3 separate regions of the Mus musculus genome follow, and all the other regions are linked to region 1. Evidence: chromatin contacts called from public Hi-C data. All regions are on one chromosome and are shown on one strand. Each heading gives the region's core, a stretch centred on a gene start, on an enhancer-like site or on the middle of the called end of the contact. The rest is flanking DNA. Distances are from core to core; before and after follow the strand shown.

Region 1 (3,971 bases), core at 1,394-3,893:
AGCACGGATAAGGTTTTGTGTTAACAGTGTGGGTTGGAAAGATCTGCAAGGCAGGGTGTCTGCTTTAAATGAGTTAAATCCTAATTAGGAAAAACAGCCAAAAGACGGGTATAACTAATAACTGCCCAATTCTACAACTTTATGGTTGTTGTTGTTTGAGACAGGTTCTCTCTTCATAGCCCTGACCATTTTGGAGTCCCCAAGCTGGCTTTAAACTTACAGTGATTCTCCTGCTTCTGCCTCCTGAGTTCTGGGGTGACAAGCATAGCCCACCACACCTAACACTTCACAACTTTGCAGTCTTGTTTACATAACACTAACTCTGCACAGAGATTTCTCTGACAGACTTCAAGCTCTTATTCTTCTTTTGGGAAAATTATAGAGAAAACCACTAGATTTAACCATAGTCTCTTCATGATATTGACAGGTTATTAGCACCATCCCCCCATGGTAGCCATTGTCTTCATAAAACCATTTACATTCTGAGGACAAGTAACATAAACGTTAGAAATTGCCATTTCACAGAAGTCACACTTGGATGTGTGTAAGAGTTAATGACTACAATTTTGAGAACATAGATATAAACAAATTCTTGAACTTAACTGAGGAAGGTACTGTTGAACTGAGGTAGCAAAAAAGGCTGAGTGTCTTCTAGATCAGAACAACAGTCATCAATGACAATGCCGGGCATTTTACCTATAGTTAATACTTTCTAACCTCAGGAAACCTTATATCTCATTGCTTCTAATAAACCCACTTTACAGATCAGGAAGTGGAGACACCTGGCCTTTTGAGCCATGCCATCCAGCTAGTAAATCACTGTGGATTGATCCGCCCATCTGGCATCAGCACCTGACTACCCACATTTCCTGATGTGCCCATGTGGGGAGGTTGAAGAAAATTAAGCGATTTTAAAGTGGCAGGCAAAGTCTCCATGGAAATAAAAAGAAGCTAATTCTGTCAATGTCTCTCCCAAGAGTGACCTTCCCAAGTCTATGAAATCCATCCAAGGCATACATAACGGGTAGAGGTTTCAATGGTGCTTGGCAGGCAGAATCACAAGGCATTAGAATTAGAATATTTCGAAGAGAGGTAAAAAAAAAAAAAAAGAATCATGACATGCAAAAGTTACCTGACCTGCTCACCCGGACAGTTCTGACCACAGCTCAAATTAGACTTGAAATCAGCCATTTTCTCCACCCGCCCCACACTTTCTAAACTCTTCTGTGTATTTACATATGGCTCCTTTTGCACTTGAAACTGAACCTTTACGTGATAAAATTATTCATTTTAAATGCACAAACATCGGGGATTTTTCACACTATCTTGTGGAGCTTAGCTGGTGTGTTCAGACATTCGCCTTCCTTTTGTCTAGGCTGGGCTTGTTTTACCCACTCCTCCTCACACTCCTCCTTCATCCTTTTATCACGAATTCACAACCTAACTACTCCCCAAAATGTCTTTCTGTACTGAAGCAGATTTAGTCCTCTCTCCTCGCTCTTAAGAATTTGGAGACTAAGTTATAGGTTCCAACATCAAGTTGAGCATCTGCAAATTTTGTTCTTTTTTTTTTTTTTTTGGGGGGGGGGGGGTTCTCTTGGTTTTGCCGCGGCACTCTTTAAATGTTCAATCTCAGCAGCCACCAAGATGAACAAGCAAAAAAAAAAAAAAAAAAAAATCAGTACCGAGGGAGTTTCCATTGATTTCCAGTTTTTGTTCCACCACAAATAGGTCACCGGCTCGCAGAGCATAAAACAGCCTGACTGGCGCTGACAACCCAAAGATAGTGGGCTGAGCCACTACAAATGCTTCTTGCCTTCTTTCCCATCTATGCGAACAAGTTCCAGCCCGCCTCCGGCTCAATCAAGCGCAACTCCCTAAATCCTAGAGCGAGAGCAGTCCTGGGGCATCTGGCTTAGGCTTGGCCGGCTCAGGGACACTGCCAGGCGGTGGGCTGAGCTCCGCTGGACACCGCCAAGTGGCCTGAGGCGTGCCCGCAGCGCTTGCGGAGCAGGAGTCTGGCGCCAGGCGGGGAGACTGTGCTGCCCCTGGCCGCAGTTGCCTCTGCCCCCAGGTGTCCCTTGTCAGCGCCGGAGCGAGTGAGCAAGTGAGCAAGTGAACCCAGTGGACTCCACCTTCCGCGCGAGGCGTGGATTTCGCTCCATCCTCGCTTACATAAGGCGGGCGAGCGCGCTCCCGCCGCCGCTTCCCCCCGCGCGGAGTGGGGCCGCGCCCTCCACGCCTCCTCTGCGAGCGCCACCCAGGACCCCCGCTCGCCCCACTCCTGGAGGCGACAGTCGCTGGACCGTCGGCGGGCGGGCGGCAGCCCGGGAGTCTCTCCGGCACAGAAGCGCAAGGATCAGAGCGGGGAGCGCCTCGCTGGCTCGCCACTCCTCCCGCTCTTGCCACCTCCCCATCCCCGGCGCCTGTGCGATCCGAGCGGGCGCGGGGACCCGAGAGCAGCGCCCGCTCGGCTGGCGGCGGAGCTGCGGGAGCTGTGGTGGTGGCCGCGCTACACCTCCCAGCACTTCCCGAGTGGGGGCAGAGCATTAGCAGCCGGGAGACGTCAGTGGCTAGGCGCAGTGGACGAGGGACCTTCAAACTCCTCCTCGGAGGCTCCTCTCCACCCCCTTTGGCCCCTGCCCTTGGAGAAAGTGGAGTGTGGCGCTCAGGCTGCTGTTATTTCTCAGGACTGCCTGGCGGTGGCCGGATCCAGCCTCCTGCCTGGCTGGGCTTTCGGCTGTTTGCGCGTCTCCTGGTGGCGTTTCCCTTCCCCGTACACCTCTGCCGACGATGAGGAAAGGTCTGAGGGCGACAGCGGCCCGCTGCGGACTGGGACTAGGATACTTGCTGCAGATGCTTGTGTTACCTGCCCTGGCCCTGCTAAGCGCCAGTGGCACCGGCTCCGCCGCTCAAGGTAAGAGGGTCTTCAGGGCGCGGCAGTCACCTCCCTTTGCTTCTGTCTTCCCTCTCTTCTACCTCTATTTGTCCCCGGCGCTCCTTGATTCCTCACCTGCCTAGTTGCCCCCAATGGAAACCACTTTAAATCCCACTTTCCCAACTAGTTAAGAAACCAGATTTTCAGTCTTAGCTCTGGATCTGGGTAAGGATGGACCCGGGGTGTGTTAAGTGTAGCTGCTGTCTCGGTGCCTGTGGGATCCTGGAGTGTCTTTTGCACTTTCAGACCCACAGACGCACGGTTTTGAATATTGTGTAGCCGGGGGTTTCCAGAGGCACTGATAGTGGCGTTGTGGTATGTGCCCCAATATGTGTAGTGTGCCGAGGCTTCTCGCTGTGCGCGATGGCTGCGCTTGCAGGGTTTTCTTCCACCTCCGCTAAGGAAATATGTCCATTACCGCCAAGGACCCATAGGCGCTGGTGCCCCTAGACTGCTGATGGGGCGCTATGGAGATGCTCAATTCGCCCAGAAAGGACAGGCTCCGGGTGTGCCTGCTTCTCCACTCACAACCTCTTCGTGTCCCGCTCCGGACAGGCGATCCTTGAAAAACTTCAAAACCACAGCTCTAGTGGGTGACTCTAGCTGTTCGAACCAAATCTGCAACTCTCTGGGGGAAAGGACGCTGCTAACCAGTTTATAACTGACATTTTAATGCGTGTAAGCCTCGAAGTGTGTGGCACTCTGAGCAAAGCCGGAGTAGGAGGACAGTGGTCCAGAGTTGGGAATGTCTTGTACGGGTAGAGGGAAGACACCTAGACTGAGGTTCATCTTGGAGGCTTCTTTCTTGTTCATTGAGTTTTAGAGGGAGGTGCAGCTCCCAGACTTATTCAAACCAGTTCCCACCCAGATCCTTCTTTGCCATTTTAAAGATTTATTTATTTATTTATTTATTTATTTATTTATTTATTTATTGTCTATAGCCAGAAGGCAACACAGCTTTGCCTGGAGAGAGAGGCAACAATTCAGAACCAGCTCAGAGACCTTCCCTTTTCTACACACACACACACACACA
Region 2 (4,504 bases), core at 1,723-4,222, 38 kb after region 1:
AAAATCTCTCTGTCTATAACATTAGATATACTTATGATTTTTTAATATAGAAATGGAGAAATGACAAGGAATAAATCGCCACTAAAATATTTATCCATTAAATAAATTCTGAGTAGTTTCTTGTGCAGTGCACTAATTTTGTATTTAGGGTCTGATATACCATAAAGTATAAGAGAAACAGTAAAGCTTTGAATAGAACATTATTTAATCGTGATCAAAATGGTTGCCTTAAGGAACAGAAATGGTAACAGTAATATATGGTAACTTGTGGATGTTGCCAAGGAAAGTTACACAGAGTAAAATACTTGTTTTCTAGAAGATTCCTAAGAATTACCTGTGTAGAATATTCTGAGATTTTGCAGAATTATAAAATTCAGAAGTTGATCAGGTATTGTGACTAAAGATCAACATGTTTTAAAAGGCCTTGGTCTGTTTGATGACTGTCCCTAATGAGAAACATGATTTTACTTCAGCCTTACCTGGATTTAGACATACAACCTAAATATAAATATTTAAAACAAGAAATGTACTAAATTTTATACTTGAGTCATTCTTCAACATATCAAACTTCTTTGTTATGGGTTTGCTCTTGAATTATTATATACAGTTGATAATTCTTGAACTTTGGTCTTATACTAACCATCCTGGGAAAGAGACTTTGGGAAATTAGCAATGTATTTCTGGAAAGAACAAAGCCTGATCATCAGAAAGCTCAGTTCAGAAACAGGAGTGCTTCTGTGCCCAAGTTAACAGATTTGACACTGCCTTGGAAGTGTGCAGTCTGCCCGAAGCATAGGCGAGCACATATAGAGAGAGCCCCACATTCTGGAAGTGATACACTTTAAAGTTCAGATTGTCAGGCAAGCAGTTTTTCCGTTCTAAAATTAAAATCTGTGTACTCACAAAACAAATTAACTGTCTAAACAAGTTAGATACACATTAAGAGACTTGTCAAGATGCTTAACCATCCATTGCATCCAAGAAAAAAAAATGTACTTAAGTTTGAATCCTCAAAGTCCCAGAGTATTTAAAAACCAATCTACATTGAAGTTGTTGTTTAGCCCTCAAACTTGTTCGTCTATTTGTTTCTTAAGCTTCATTCTTTCTATCATTATCTACCTATCTATCTATCTATCTATCTATCTATCTATCTATCTACCTATCTATCTATCTATCTATATTTCTATCTATCTATCTATCATCGATCTCTCTACCTATGTATCCACCTATCATCTATCTCTATCCTCTGTCTGTCATCTGTAATTTATAAATATAAACAAAGCATTGATGAATGTTTATTTTTATATATTCTCTTCACCTGATTTTATAATATGTAAAGCCAGAACTTGAGAGGAAATTCATAGTTTTCCATGAGAGTTTTTCACATTTTTTCTGCTCATGAGGTAAAAAGAGAAGCAATATTTATGCTTAGTAAAGCTGCATGATTCTGAAAGATTTTTGTCTATATTGTTGGCCGTTGTGACAGAAGAGAAGTTGATAAGAGAAAATTGCCCTCTGACTCAGCAGGATTATAATGCATTTGTTCCCCTAACCATTACCTTCTTATCACGTTATGAATGGAGGATCCACTTAGCACAACAAGCAAGAGTATGCCTGGCATGCTGAACCTCCATCGAGCTAATGCCCCAATTGCAAGACATAAATAGATTAAGAAAAATTCAATATTTTCTCCCCTCTCCCACCAGAGCGGCCTGCATTAGTTGTTTCCTGCCATATAATTGCATTACATGCAGGGATGTGATCCACAGTTAATGGCAGTCACACTCAACTGTCACTTTGCTTTTAGCCTTGGTCACTCAGGGCAATTTACATATTTAACACCATGACAAAAACTAGATTTGTCAAACCACTTGTGGAGGTTGCCATGCTAACCTCTGTTAGAAAAATAGCTGCTTAGGGCTGTGAGTGTGGGTTTGTTTTGGTTTTTTTGTTTTGTTTTGTTTTTTTCTTTTTTTTTTTTCCTTCTTCTGCTTTCTTTTGTCCCCAGAGCGACACTTTTGCAGCTGCCAAGGAACAAATCATATACAACACATAATGTATCAGTAAGATTATTAATTTATAACAGATTATTATGTTTTTAAAGTATTAACTTTATTATTAGATCAACACCTGTGAGAATATTTTTTATTAGTTTAAAAATTAAAGCCTTAAGTTTTTAAGAATACCAAAATAAAAATTAATTTATTTGGTAGTGGCAAATATCATGTTTCCACAACCTTAGAAAAAAATATAACTGAAAATTTAACTCATCATAGTCCTTAAGAAAACAAATATAAACTCAGGTAAAACACCTTCCAATCTTATTGCTACGTAAGGATGGGATGGTAAACACTGAGATATTAATACTAGAAGGAGATAACAGTTATCCATACTGCGGGAGGAGGGGCTGGGTTGGCATAGGTTTGTGGGAGTGAAATTTGAAGTCCTCAGCTCTATTTGCATATGAACTCTTCCCATGACCATGAACTGTACTTTTGCAAATAGTACATTGTTCTGACATAAGGGAATTAAACAATCATTAGCTATCCAGGAGAATAACTTATCCTAGTTATTTGATTGAAAATAACCCACTGAGCACCTATCAATAAGAAAACTTGCCTGACTTCAGTCTTCTCCTTAAACATTTAACCAAGTGTGTGTGTGTCTGTGTGTGTGTGTGTGTGTGTGCGTGTGTGTATTTATTTTATGAAATAGAAAACTGTTCTTTGGTATTTTTCACCTACTGGCTTCTCAGGTTCCGCTTGGACCTTTCCAATTGACTGACACTAACCAAAAGAAGTCAAAGAATTGTGGAGGCAGTATTTTGACCCCCTCCTCTCCTGGCCAATGGTACCTTCTCCAGATTCCCTTCTCTTGCCAGATTTGTCAACCCAGTTGGTACCCAGTACATGAGTGGTAACTCCTCTCTCATCTGATAAGACTTCTTTAGTTTTTCTTCATTTCCTGCCAACACAGCAGTAATTTCACAACCAACCCTCTTGGCATCTCCTAAAGAGGAAAACATGGCCACTGTGCTCTTCCTCAGCGCTCACAAGCAAGTGTCCACCTCATTGCTGCGCAGACACTGACACAAACTTCTCTTTTTTGTTTATTTTTCCCATAGCATGGTTCTGAATTTCTACATTTTTCTCCATCACGTGAGAGGAAATATTTCAAGTAGGGCTCTCCAGTGCACCTTGTAGGGGCTTCTCCCCAGTGTGTTTATAAACCCGGGAGCTATTTGGTTCTGCCATGCAGTGGAAGAGAAGCCCTGCTGGTTTCTCCTACATGAAAAGATTTGTTTAAATATTTGAAGAAGAAGCCCTCAGTTACGTAGGCAAAGACTGTGCTATAGTGGTGAAACCTTGTGAATTTTTATATCTTTATAGACTCCCCCCATATGTACTTATATGTATTTACCTATGTTGAATATTTAATAATTAGAACATCAGTGCTGTAGCCCTAATTCCCACAATTTAAGAGAGGGAATTTTAATTTAAAAAATTCAGCACAGATGATCTGGCATATCTAAAATTACTATAAAAACATTAAGGAAAAAACATACTTTTGTCCTAAGATTAACAAGAATTAAAACATTCTGTTTTAGACAAGAAGTGCCTCTCCCCCCTCCCCCCGCCACACACACACACACACACACACACACACACACACACAATTTAAGATGCACAGGGCGTGCTAACCTTCTCTTTATGGTGCTTGGGTTTGGCTCCTGTTAATTTGACAGGGCCAACAGTGCCTCTCTCTGCCTTGCAATTATCAAAGGTTGTAGGGCATTTCTCTTGGATAAATCACAAAATCATTAACTCCTCTATCACCGAAAGTGCTTCCCAGCTATTCTTTCTGTCTCTCTGAATCAATATCCCCAGGGTATCAATGTCCTTTTCTATTGATCAGAAATTATGAAATCACTTCACCCCTTTCTCAGGGCATGGCTAATGGGGACCTGAAAAGGACTTGATTGCCTCTGACAACTGAGCCTCATAGCTCTGTGTAAACACGCTGGCCCACCCAGGAAAGGAAGGTAGAAACTGAGTTGGGAGGATATTGAGACAAATTTGAGACAGTGCTACTGGGCATGCCATACTGTTTTATGGAAGGTTCCATCTATTATTTTGTTGTTAGCATTCTTTATGACCAAAGGATCTCGTTGCTGATGAGAAAAGTCAACTGCACCCATCTCCAACTTGTATGACAACAGTGGGTGTGTGTTTACACTAGAGCACATCCTACTTGCAATGTCAAACTGAAGGGGAATCATGAAGGAAGAAAGTCTTCGAAGTATATTAAACATTTTCAAAGATTAGTGTATATAAAATGGACCATACAGTGAAGAGAACCAAAGTTCATAGGATATTAACAGTGTGGGCACACAGTACACAGTGATGCAAGAGTTTTACATAAGAGAAGGAAGGAAGGGAGGGAGGGAGGGAGGAAGGAAGGAAGAGAAAAAGGAAGGACCGAGAATTACACAGAGTTAGTGGGT
Region 3 (4,136 bases), core at 813-3,312, 48 kb before region 1:
TTGCCATAAGATTGCAAGAAAAAATATAAAGTGTATAAGACAAATCAGGTAGACTACACTGTATTCTGTAAATGTTCACAAAGTACTATGAAATGGAGCAGTACTGTCAAACACTTTGTTTACGTGGTGTTCTACAATGGGAGAAAATGGGGAAATGGAATTAGGGAATTCGGTGACTCATTTGAAAAAAATGAATGAAGCATGTTTAAGAAATAGAAATAGCTATGCAGTGTAACAAAGCGCTTTAAAGAAGAGGCTTAGCTTTACTTCAATATAGATACCCAAGAGGTACCACTATGACCTGGCTTTGGACAGTGGCAATGTCACACTGGGGCTTATCACAGGTACAGTTAACTGCTGATAAAAACTGTTGACCTACATTTGATAGGCAGAAGAATGCTATGATTGAATGTGTTGAAGTTTAGTTTTTTAGTTTTTTAAAAGCATTAGAGAAAGGGTTATCAAAACTCCACCTGGAAGTTATGTATAGACTAAGTTCAAAGAACAACTGAGGGATCAATCCAGAGCCAGTAAAAAATCACCAGGAAAGTATGACGTAAAGCAAGGTGGCTCTAAGTGAAGAGAAATGGGAGGGCTGGGTACCAGTCCATGGCAATTACAAGAGGGCTCATAAATGTCCAAGTGCTAACCTCTAAAACATTAACATAAAACAATACTACACTCAAGTGGCCATGATGGTAGCAATATCTACTAGAAAGGGTAGGTGAGGGGAAAAAAATAAAGAATTTAGGTCTTCACATATGTGTGAAGTCTCAAGGTATTCAAGATGATTAGAGGAAATTTTTCTGGAGTACATGAGAGCCCAACAAGCTGATGTTACAAGCTTCGGAGTCAATAAAGATGACTGTTTGAGAACATATATGTAGATCACATCCAAAAACAATAAGATGTGAGTTGTGAGAAAGACCTAAGCATGGGTTTCTGGAAATGCTTATATCTAGCAGATGAAAGTAGATCTCTTTGAAGAGATACATTGAAGACCTGCTGGGAGTGGTTAGAAAATCAGTACTGCAAAAGCATTACATGACATTGAACACGTTAGATAGGTGTGAGTTCCCCTCGTGGTTTTGCTCCTTCTCTAAATACTGAGAGTAATTTTTGTCTGCAGCTCATAATGTTTTGTGGGATGGAATCCAGATCCTCAAGTTAAGCATTTTTTCAGAGGGGTGGGGTTATTACCCAATACATTACACTATTAAATAACTATAGAAGTATAACTTTTTCTAGCAAAATTCAAATAAAAAGTGGATGCTGTTTTATTATAAATTCTATCTTACAGATGTCAAAAGCCAGGAATGATACTATCCTTCTTAGAGAGGTATATAAATAACTCCACCTTCTATTTGACTCTAGAATACTTAGTGCATAATGATTATTGGCCTTTAATTAATCAATTTGGTCTCAACAACCATGGGAAATTATTCTTTTAAAAGTCAATTCAAGAGTGTGTGTTTTAGTTTGATTCCTTAAAGTTTGTTTCTTTCTTATTAAAATTAAAGTTTACACAGAAGACTGGTAGGAATAATATAGAACAGTGTCTACTGAATATAAGTGTATATTGATTATTAATAAATAACATACATTAGGACCCTACTGTTCAATTATTCTTTTTCTTCAAGGTTGTATACACAATAAAGTTTCTTTTATTATACTATTTCAGAATCTACAAGAAAGTAGTAGAAATAGTGTTACTTTCAGTTCATAAGGCATTTATACTCAGGACTTTCATTATGAGATTAAACTGGGAAATGACTTAATTAGCCTAATACCACTGGCTCTTTCTTGATTAGACGCCTGCTTCACTGAGATATAAAATATTCTCAACAAAAGCAAGTACATCAGCCACCTAAAAGAATAAACTATTTTTATTATGTTGACTAAACTCCCTGAACCAATACAGGACAAGATGGAATATTGTATTAGTCACGGTTCTCTAGAGGAGTAAACCAATAGAATGCATGTGTAATTGTGATGGGGTTTATTAGATCGGTTCACATGATCAGAGGCTGGAGAGTCCCCAATGGCCAGCTGCAGGCTGGAGAGGTGAGACGACGGCTTCTCAGTACAAGCAGCTTCAAGCCTCAAAACAAGAGGACAAGTGATGCAACTCCATGAGTCCTGAGGCGTCACTCGTAGGAGTCGTCATTTCAATGGCTGACAAATCTAGACTTTTATATTTGTGGAAGCGGCATCAGCAAAAACACATCTGCTCAATAACTGAATTTAACCACATATAACCTTCCTGCCTCTGCTTTCTAGACCCCCAGCAATTTAAAAAGTGACACATACCTTCAGAACAAATACTTCTTCCTCATTTTACTGACCTGTAAGACAACCATTTCTGAAAAAAAAAAAAAAAAAACATCCTAAAGGATACACTCTTTCAAGCAATGTTGACAATAATAACAATCACAATAATACTCATAAATACATGTAAAGCCACATAGCTACTTACATACAGCAATAACTGATTAATGATTGAAATTTATTCTTAAATACTTTAAAAAAAACTATGTACATCAAAATCTGACTAATACTAAGCTAGGATGCTCTTTATAAGAAACAAAACAAGTAGGTAAAGATATAAAAGTAAGATGATAGCAAGCAGTGGTCACCAAAAATACTCTATACAACGTGTTTATTAGCATAAAATAATAGAAGCTTCAGAGCAAAATGATGAAGGAGAGTTATTAATCACTATTAGAAAATAGTAATTTGAAATAGCTGGGAATCTAGCCATTCTAACATGTATGTCTTTGATAACATAGGTTTAAGTTGAAGAGAACCATCCATCAAAAAGTGGGATGTTTAGTGCCTCTAAGTGCCTGACAGATAAGAAAGGAAAAAATATACACTGAAAGCTCAGTCATGTTTCCACAGTTTGCTTCTCAAGCTGCCATGCCCTGTGACAGGACAGAAAGTGGACCCATAATGTGGCACTGGCACACCTCTGCACTAGGAGACTGGTGCAAGCCTGGGTATCTTCTGCCCACCCTTGCTGCCTCAATTTATTTCCTTCCTCCCTCCCTCCATTCCTTCCTTCCTTCCTTCCTTCCTTCCTTCCTTCCTTCCTTCGTTCCTCCCTCCCTCCCTCCCTCCCTCCCTTCCTTCTTCCCTCCCTCCCTCCCTCCCTCCCTCCCTCCCTCCCTCCCTCCCTCCCTCCCTCCCTTCCTTCCTTCCTTCCTTCCTTTTTGTTGTTACAAGTTACAAGTGCTGAGAGATGTCTCAGTGAAAAAGAGCATCTGTTCTGCAAGCATCTTAATTTAAAACTCAAGCACTCACATCAAAAGCTGTCAGCCTCACATGCTTGCAATCCCTTGCTGTAGGTGGAAGAGACAGACAGATCTCCTGAGCTAGCTGACCAAGCAGACTAGCTCAAATGACCAGCTTCCAGTTCAGTAATGCTTTAATGCTTTTATGATTAGATTACTCCATGACAGGACTTTTTGTCTGAGGCATGGAGATAAGACTGAATAGTACAGAACTTTTCAGACTCTATCTGGTCCATTCTCTGGAGTTGCGTATTTTAGACTCAGAGAGCCCTATTTGTTTCTATTGTCTCTTGATGTGGAATAAAGAGAACAGCAGAGTCTACAATAGATCTGTTTTGACGTAAAGGCTGAGAATCCCACAAGCTAAGGCTATGAGGGGGATGATCCACTGATCCTCCCAAGATGTGTGAGGGCAACCTCAGCTTTGCTTAATGTAGCGAGTCAGCTTTTCCTTTCTCTATAAAAGAAGATATGGAGGCTCCAAGCAAGCCATTGAAGTGATCTGTTATACAGAAAGCCAGTGGTAGAGGAAATGGAACCCAACAGGAGGTGTTGAGGGGCTGTGACTCCTGGTGAAAACTGATCAATGGCAATGCAGGCTTTTAAGGAAGATATAAATCTCAGGAAATGCATGCTGAGTGGATTGCAAGGTGAGCTTTAGAACTGTGAAAACTTTAAATGTGTCACATGGGGCTTAGAAAAATGGGTTAATGAAAGAGATGGAGGCCAAAGTGAAGGAATTGAGTAATAACAGAGATAAGACAGTGAAAGGTTCCCAGTCGAGAGGATTTGAGTAGTGAACCTGACCAAGAAATTACAAATCAATCTTGTCAAATCTTTCCT

Evidence for each region. A called contact is a pair of places that touch in the nucleus more often than the background predicts.
Region 2: a Hi-C map of the N1E-115 cell line shows a contact between it and region 1, with 6 times the contacts expected there. The contact joins the enhancer-like site here to the promoter of Unc5c in region 1. A contact is called at or near these places in 2 of 484 Hi-C or Micro-C datasets (the N1E-115 cell line and nephron progenitors), 3 of 115 datasets of contacts at active chromatin or transcription factors (embryonic limb bud and embryonic stem cells) and 2 of 9 other capture datasets (adipose tissue and liver).
Region 3: a contact with region 1 is called in a Hi-C map of the N1E-115 cell line, with 3 times the contacts expected there. The contact joins the enhancer-like site here to the promoter of Unc5c in region 1. A contact is called at or near these places in 2 of 484 Hi-C or Micro-C datasets (the N1E-115 cell line and nephron progenitors), 1 of 115 datasets of contacts at active chromatin or transcription factors (embryonic stem cells) and 2 of 9 other capture datasets (adipose tissue and liver).

What each region holds. Positions count from the first base shown.
Region 1 is chr3:141,462,921-141,466,891 of GRCm38.p6, forward strand. Unc5c (unc-5 netrin receptor C) reads left to right here and starts at 2,644. Exons shown (of 16, transcript NM_009472.4): 1 at 2,644-2,917. The coding sequence starts at 2,794.
Region 2 is chr3:141,500,534-141,505,037 of GRCm38.p6, forward strand. All of the region lies in intron 1 of Unc5c (unc-5 netrin receptor C), which reads left to right. Among named protein-coding and RNA genes, the nearest start is that of Unc5c, 37 kb to the left of the region's middle. Within about 2 kb of position 2,973, at least 4 of the 459 cell types and tissues checked have an H3K27ac peak or open chromatin away from gene starts, as enhancers often do. A contact at or near this core is called in the N1E-115 cell line, where this site is marked.
Region 3 is chr3:141,415,894-141,420,029 of GRCm38.p6, forward strand. No RefSeq gene overlaps it. Among named protein-coding and RNA genes, the nearest start is that of Unc5c, 48 kb to the right of the region's middle. Within about 2 kb of position 2,063, at least 1 of the 459 cell types and tissues checked has an H3K27ac peak or open chromatin away from gene starts, as enhancers often do. A contact at or near this core is called in the N1E-115 cell line, where this site is marked.